2 separate regions of the Ovis aries genome follow, and region 2 is linked to region 1. The links are chromatin contacts, called in public Hi-C maps. All regions are on one chromosome and are shown on one strand. Each heading gives the region's core, a stretch centred on a gene start, on an enhancer-like site or on the middle of the called end of the contact. The rest is flanking DNA. Distances are from core to core; before and after follow the strand shown. Region 1 overlaps HIPK2 (homeodomain interacting protein kinase 2). Region 2 overlaps HIPK2 (homeodomain interacting protein kinase 2).

Region 1 (3,438 bases), core at 380-2,879:
TATCCAGAATTTCCTCTTCTGATAACTTCAACCTTCTAGAAGTAATTTTTGAATACTGAAGAAGCTGGTGTGAAGCCCTACCACCAGATACTCACCTTACTGTCATCTAACATGCAGTTAACAAGGTGGAGAGCAGCTGTTGTGACTGGGTTTGCTCTGTGTCAGACTCTAGGTGTGCACACCTCACAACTAACTGTAAGGTCAAGTGCATTTCCCATTTTATTTTTTATTTTTTAGTTCTACCAGTTTGTTGCTACCAACCCATTTCCCTCCACCCTCATACAAACATGCTCAGTCATGTGACCCCATGGACTGCAGCCTGCCAGGCTCCTCTATCCATGGACTTTTCCAGGCAAGAATACTGGAGTGGGTTGCCATTTCCTTCTCCTGCATTTCCCATTTTAAAGACAGGTAAGCCGAGTGTGAAAGTGTGTGAGTTGCTCAGTCATGTCTGACTCTTTGTGACCCCATGGTATGTAGCCCACCAGGCTCCCCTGTCCATGGGGATTCTTCAGGCAAGAATACTGGAGTGGGTTACCATTCCCTTCTCCAGGGGATCTTTCTGACCCAGGGATTGAACCCAGGCCTCCTGCATTACAGGCAGATTCTTTGCCATTTGAGCCACCACAGTAGTCCAAGTTGAGTTTAGGGAGATGATTTAGCTTGTCCAAGCTCACTCTACCACTACCAGCAGGGCTGGGATCTGAACTGAGGTCTGCCTGACTCACAAATCCGTGCTGTTAACCCTTTCTTCTTCATGCTTTAGGGTCTTGGAGTCAAAGCATCAACTAAGGGGAGAAGTACCATAACAGCCAAAAAAAAAAAAAAAAGAAACCTGACGTGTGAGAGGAGACTGATCTAAAGTAGGGGGTAGGCTGACTGCACACCACCTGGGAAATCAATGCACTCCCCAACAGTGCTCCCAAGTCACTGGCATTTCTCTGTCCTCTGGCTAGGATGACACTGGAGAAATACAACCATTCAAAACTATTCACATAAATTTACCGCCTGAAAGAGGTAAATTCACTTCTCTGATACCTAGTGGCATAGTGGACAGAACACTGGTCTTGGGTGAGCTGACCTGGGCTTTCCCAGCAGGGAGGACCTGGACTAAAGACCTGCCTGAAAGAACAGAAAGGAAGCAGCAGAAACCTAAGACTGTGCAGAGAAGAGAGGCAAGACACACTGACGGGCGGGACGAAAGGGCAGAGGCGAGGGAGCAATCAAACAGTAATGTCTGGGGGCCGAAAGGAGTGGGGTTCCACGGATGGTGACACTGAAGACTGGAGGTGGTCTGAAAGTGTTGTTTCTCCTAGGGGATGGGATAATGAAATGCGTTTTCAAACAAGGTGAATGACAAACACTGAGAGGAGATCCAAGTAGAAATATACAGCGTTCAACCCTTCATACTGAAACTCTGAGACAAGGAAGTGCTGAATTTACCAAAGTCACAGTGTCTGGAGCTGCTGGTCACTGACGATCAAGCACGTACTTGCCATTTGCTGAGTTGAACCTCAAATGAAGATAAACCATTTGGAAAGAGAATGGAAATCAATAAGATGGGCTCAGGCTGTACAGCATGAATCAGAGGGGGAAGAGGGCAAGGTGACCCTGAACCAGTCCATGCACAAGCCCAAGGGCAAAGGGGTGGAGCCCAAAACGTGGCCCAACAAAGATGAGCAGGTCAGAGTGACAAAAATATGGAAAGGGAAAAAGACTGAAATCAAAGGTTCATGTTCTATGACTGGAAATGGTGTTGCCAAAGATGAGAGCAGAGTCCAGTAGGGAGATATTGCTTTGGGAGAGATTTCACTGTAGGATTAGTAATGACAGAGCGGAGACATTCTATAGGTACCAGGAGAAAAAGGAGGAGAGGAGAATGGGCAAGGGGTCGCTGACCTGAGGGCTGTCCCCAACACCTCTATGAACATGGAATCCATGTGGGAAAAGCTGCTCCCCAGGAGAAATGGAGTAGAAAGTAGAGCAGATGGCAAATAAAGTAATCCTTGGGGACACAGACGTTGTCAAACACTATGAGTCACACGGAGATGTCAAGGATAAAACGATGGAAAAAAAAAAAAACCCAAACAATTAAGGGAACAGAAAAAGGGCTACAGGGCCTGGCTGAGAATAAGCCACCAACCCATTTTTTTTCCCCCACAGGGTCAGGAGGAGAGAAAGAAGGGGTGCTCCCCTGGGAAAAGAACCAAAAGCACCATGTTATGCTCCTTGCTTTCCCAAGAAATGGAATTCTCTTAGACTTTCAAAATCCTTTACGTCATCTTCTTTGAATCTGCAAATTCTACCATAAGCTGTGTTTCTTCAGTTGACACAATATCCTCTTCCTACCATTTACAAATTCTCCACATACCTATCTACCTACTGGCTCATTATTCATCCAAATCAGCCCTTCTCCACGTTCCGACTGACTTTCTCTTTCTGCCTCCCAAATTCCCCTTTCTATGTCTCTGCCTCATTGCCTGGGACTAGGCCATAAGTCACTGTGGATGTACCAGCCTTTCACTGCTGTGGGTAGGTACATGCAGCCTACAGATTGATTAGCTAGAGGCCATGTTACCAAGAGTTCATAAGCAATCTGAAAATTGCCAATCCAAGAGGATTCTGGTGAAGGAAAGAAAGTTATGATAAAACATGCATGCTTGTTTTAGGAAACTAGAGAATCAATGAGAGGAAAACAAATTTTATACACACACATACATATATATACACTCAAAACTCAAAAACTGTTTTCAAGGGAACTCCCTGGAGATCCAGTGGTTAGGACTCGGTGTTCTCATTGCCGAGGGCCCAGGTTCAACAATCTGTAACTTGACCGCCTCTGTGAAGACCCTCCCTTAACTGAAGTCACCTTCTGAGGTCCTGGGGTTAGGAATTAAACACATGAGTTTCTACAGGCGGGGAGACAATTCAACACTTAATGGTAGGTTTAAGGAAACCAAAAGCATTTTGCTACAGCATAACTTTCTCAGGACATACTGTCATTATTTTCTAAGAACTCTCTTTGTTTCTCCCTCCTTGGAGACAAGACAGTCCACGCTGTGACTTCCCTATGTCTTGCCTCAAAGGACCCTGGAGGAGATGTCACTTAGTTAAATATTATACAAGCAAAAGCTAAGTGATTACTTTAAATTAAATTCTGCATAAGTTTAGGTGACTTATGCAGTGCTTCCCAAAAAAGTCATGCAGGAATATCTCTGCAATGTATATCAAGGAATAATGGCAGTCATTCTGGTATAAAAGAGAATTGAACATCACATATTAATAACACCAAAATGGGAGAGTAAACTAAGTTTCTAGTTTCTTAAAAAAAAAAAAAAAAACAACACTTATTTTTATTTATTTATTTGGCTAGCTGGCTCAGAGCATCTTCAGTTTTCATTGTGGCATGCAGGACCTTTAGCTGAGGCATGAGAACTC
Region 2 (3,134 bases), core at 202-2,701, 39 kb after region 1:
AGCAAGGAAAAAACTAATACCACTTAAGGTCTGAGAGGGGTGGGGTGATGCTTTTAGAGAAGAAATTAAAGTCAGTGTTCAAAAGGGGTACCACAAATGCCTTGTCAAGCACATTTCACTTTCACTTCCCTCATGTGAAAACGTTACCAGCGAAGTTCAAAATATCTTTCGGAGAAAAGGGAGACCAGCAGGACTGAACACAGCACTTGAGTCCCATGGAGAAAGCCACGGATTAGGTGTGCCTGATGGCAGAGTCACCCTCTGACAATAGAGACACATTCACACCCACTGACAGACTCGCTATCAGAACGACTTTCTTTAATCATCACTCTCAAATTGAGAAGATACACTAGAGGCTCTAAAAGGGTGACTTCTGCAGGTTTCTATACAAAGAAAGATCTTCATACAAAGATCTGTACAAACAAAAGTCGTGTGCTGCTTTAACAAGTCTTGGGAAGTGTCTACAATGCATGTGAAGGCGACTCGAGCAGAGAAGACAGAAACGACAGCTGAGGCTCTATCTTCCTAGACTGCGTGGTCTGATGGGGCAGGCAGATGGAAAACACACACATCCAGACACATGGATGCCTGAACACGCCAAGCGCCACGAAGAAAAAAAGCAGGGTGTCCTGAGATCAGACAGGAGGCATTTACTTTACAGGAGGAAGTGACATTTCGGTTGTGACTACAGAGTAAGTGGGAGCTGGCCAGGCAGAGAGTGGGCGAGCCTTCCACATTAGACTGCGAGCAAAGGTGCTGAAGCAGGAAGGAGCAGAGGATGGTCACCCAGGGGCAAAGGGAAGACTCACCTAAAGTGAGGCTGCAGAAGTCCACAAGGGCTGTACGGTAGCCATGTGACTCAGGATTTGGGATTTTACTCCAAGTGTCAGGGGAAGCCGCTGGCCATCCCAAACGGGACAGCGGTCACATCTGAGTTACACTGAGAATCAACGTGGAGATTGGCTGGAAGCTCAAGAATGAATGGCGGGGTTGGGTGGGTGGGACAGGTCGAGAGGCGGTTCAGAGAAGATGTGAAGCTGGATTAGACGAGGCTGCGTGTGTCAGTCACTTCAGTCGTGCTGGACTCTGTGATGCCAAGGACTGTAGCCCACCCATCTCCTCTGTCCATGGGATTCTCCAGGCAGGAATAGTGGAGTGGGTCACCACGCCCTCCTCCAGGGGAGCTTCCTGACCCAGGGATAGAACCCATGTCTCCTGCAATGCAGGCGGATTCTTTACCCTCTGAGCCACCTGGGAAGCTGGTTGATGCTGCAGGGGTCCAAACTATACCCTGAAGGCAGAATTCAGCCCAAAGCCGGTTTGGGTAAACAGAGCTTTATTGGAACACCACCCCACCTGCTCATTTACGTATGGTCTACAACGGCTTTCACTATCAGGGCAGAGCCGAGTAGCTGTGACAGAGGCCATTTGGCCTAAAATATCTGCTATGTGGCCCTTTCGAGAAAGTCTGCTGACCGATGGACTAGCAGGGTGGCAGTAGAGAGAGACAAAGTTCACTGTGTAAAACTGATTGTCGCTATTTGCAGATTCCATAATCTCACTAATATTTATTTGTAACTTCAAAATCAATCCTCGGCAGGTGCTTTCACAGTCACCCCGGGCACGCACACACTGCCAGGAAAAATCTGGGCTGCGTGATGCCTGATGCCTGTGTTCCCAGCTGAGGTCAAACGAGGTCGGGCTCTGACTTCTTGCTTCAGCTCTTATATCAATACTATAAGCGAGCTTACTTTCCATGGTCTATTTAGGACCACGTTTTTCACATTTGGGGGTGTTTTTTGTTTGGGATTTTTAAATGACCCCCCAAGCATCATGATGAATGGGTGTCTAGTGTTTCTAAGTGTGAGTAGGCTGAGACGTGTCTTACAGAAAAATACATGTGTTCGCTAAGCTTCATTCCAGCACGGGTTATAGTGCTGTGGGCTGCAAGTTCAACGCTAATCAATCAACAGTGTGTATTAAAGAAGGTGTCATTCAACAAAAACACACATAAAACACAAGGTTCTGCAGTGATCAGCTGATGAAAATATGACCAGAGACTCACAGAAAGCCAATCCTAGGGGCAGCGGTTCATCGTCCCCTAACGTGGCACCCGCAGTGACTTCACAGAATGTAACCACAGTGAAAAACAAGAGTGGCTGTACTGGGGAGGCAAAAATCAATACAATTCAGTGACGGATTAAATATAAAGTAAAACGAAGTTGAGGATGACTCTCCGGTTTCTGTTATGAACTACTGGAAGAAGATGTTGTTTATGGAAATAAAGATTTCTGGGAGAAGTACACACTTCGGGTGGTTGAACAAGACTTTTCTCTTTTACACGTTACAAGTCTGAGATGCTTGTAAGACATCCAAATAGAGATGTCGTGTAGATTGTGGGCTTTGTGACTTTGGAGCACAAAAAAAAAGGAGTCTAGGTAAAGACACAACTTTGGGAGTCACTGACACACAGAGGTGGTGTGTGAAAGCCCTCGGGGATAGTTATGGTCCCCCAACAGCAGGAGGAACTCTGAGCCTTCCTGAATTTGTGGGCAGGTGAACTTCAATCTTTATCCAGGTGCTTTGATTTGTTTAATATAAAAACACTTAGAGGAGGAAATTAGGTTAACCTGGTGGCCTGTATCTTTGTTGTTTCGTTGCTAAGTCGTGTTCCACTCTTTGTGACCTCATGGACTGTAGCCTGCCAGGCTTCTCTGTCCATGGGCTTTTCCAGGCAAGAATACTGGAGTGGGTTGCCATTTCATCCTCCAGGGGGATATTCCCCACCCAGGAATCGAACCTGTGTCTCCTGCACTGCAGGCAGATTCTTTACCACTGAGCCACCAGGGAAGTATCTAGAACCAGTATCTGTATCTAATCTAACCAGATTAATGGCCATACTCCTTGATCTAATAATGCTGCTTTGAAGAACTGATCCTAAAACCCAGACACCCCTTAATGTTACCCCGAGTGACACTGAGAAATGATTCAGGATAGAAGAACCAGAAACAACTTTAACATCTGGGGAATGTCGCACTAACAAAACTAGCAATATTTTCCTCTGTGATTTCTTTGACAGATTCTAAACTTAGAAATGTCAACCCCTCTGGAGGTTTAATAAATACCACTTCTGT

The links. A called contact is a pair of places that touch in the nucleus more often than the background predicts.
Region 2: a contact with region 1 is called in a Hi-C map of liver, with 3 times the contacts expected there. The contact joins two enhancer-like sites. A contact is called at or near these places in 5 of 16 Hi-C or Micro-C datasets (blood, liver, mixed tissues and 1 more).

The regions. Positions count from the first base shown.
Region 1 is chr4:104,623,377-104,626,814 of ARS-UI_Ramb_v3.0, forward strand. All of the region lies in intron 1 of HIPK2 (homeodomain interacting protein kinase 2), which reads right to left. Among named protein-coding and RNA genes, the nearest start is that of HIPK2, 53 kb to the right of the region's middle. Within about 2 kb of position 1,630, at least 3 of the 54 cell types and tissues checked have an H3K27ac peak or open chromatin away from gene starts, as enhancers often do. A contact at or near this core is called in liver, where this site is marked.
Region 2 is chr4:104,662,745-104,665,878 of ARS-UI_Ramb_v3.0, forward strand. The region is part of intron 1 of HIPK2 (homeodomain interacting protein kinase 2); the gene reads right to left. Among named protein-coding and RNA genes, the nearest start is that of HIPK2, 14 kb to the right of the region's middle. Within about 2 kb of position 1,452, at least 2 of the 54 cell types and tissues checked have an H3K27ac peak or open chromatin away from gene starts, as enhancers often do. A contact at or near this core is called in liver, where this site is marked.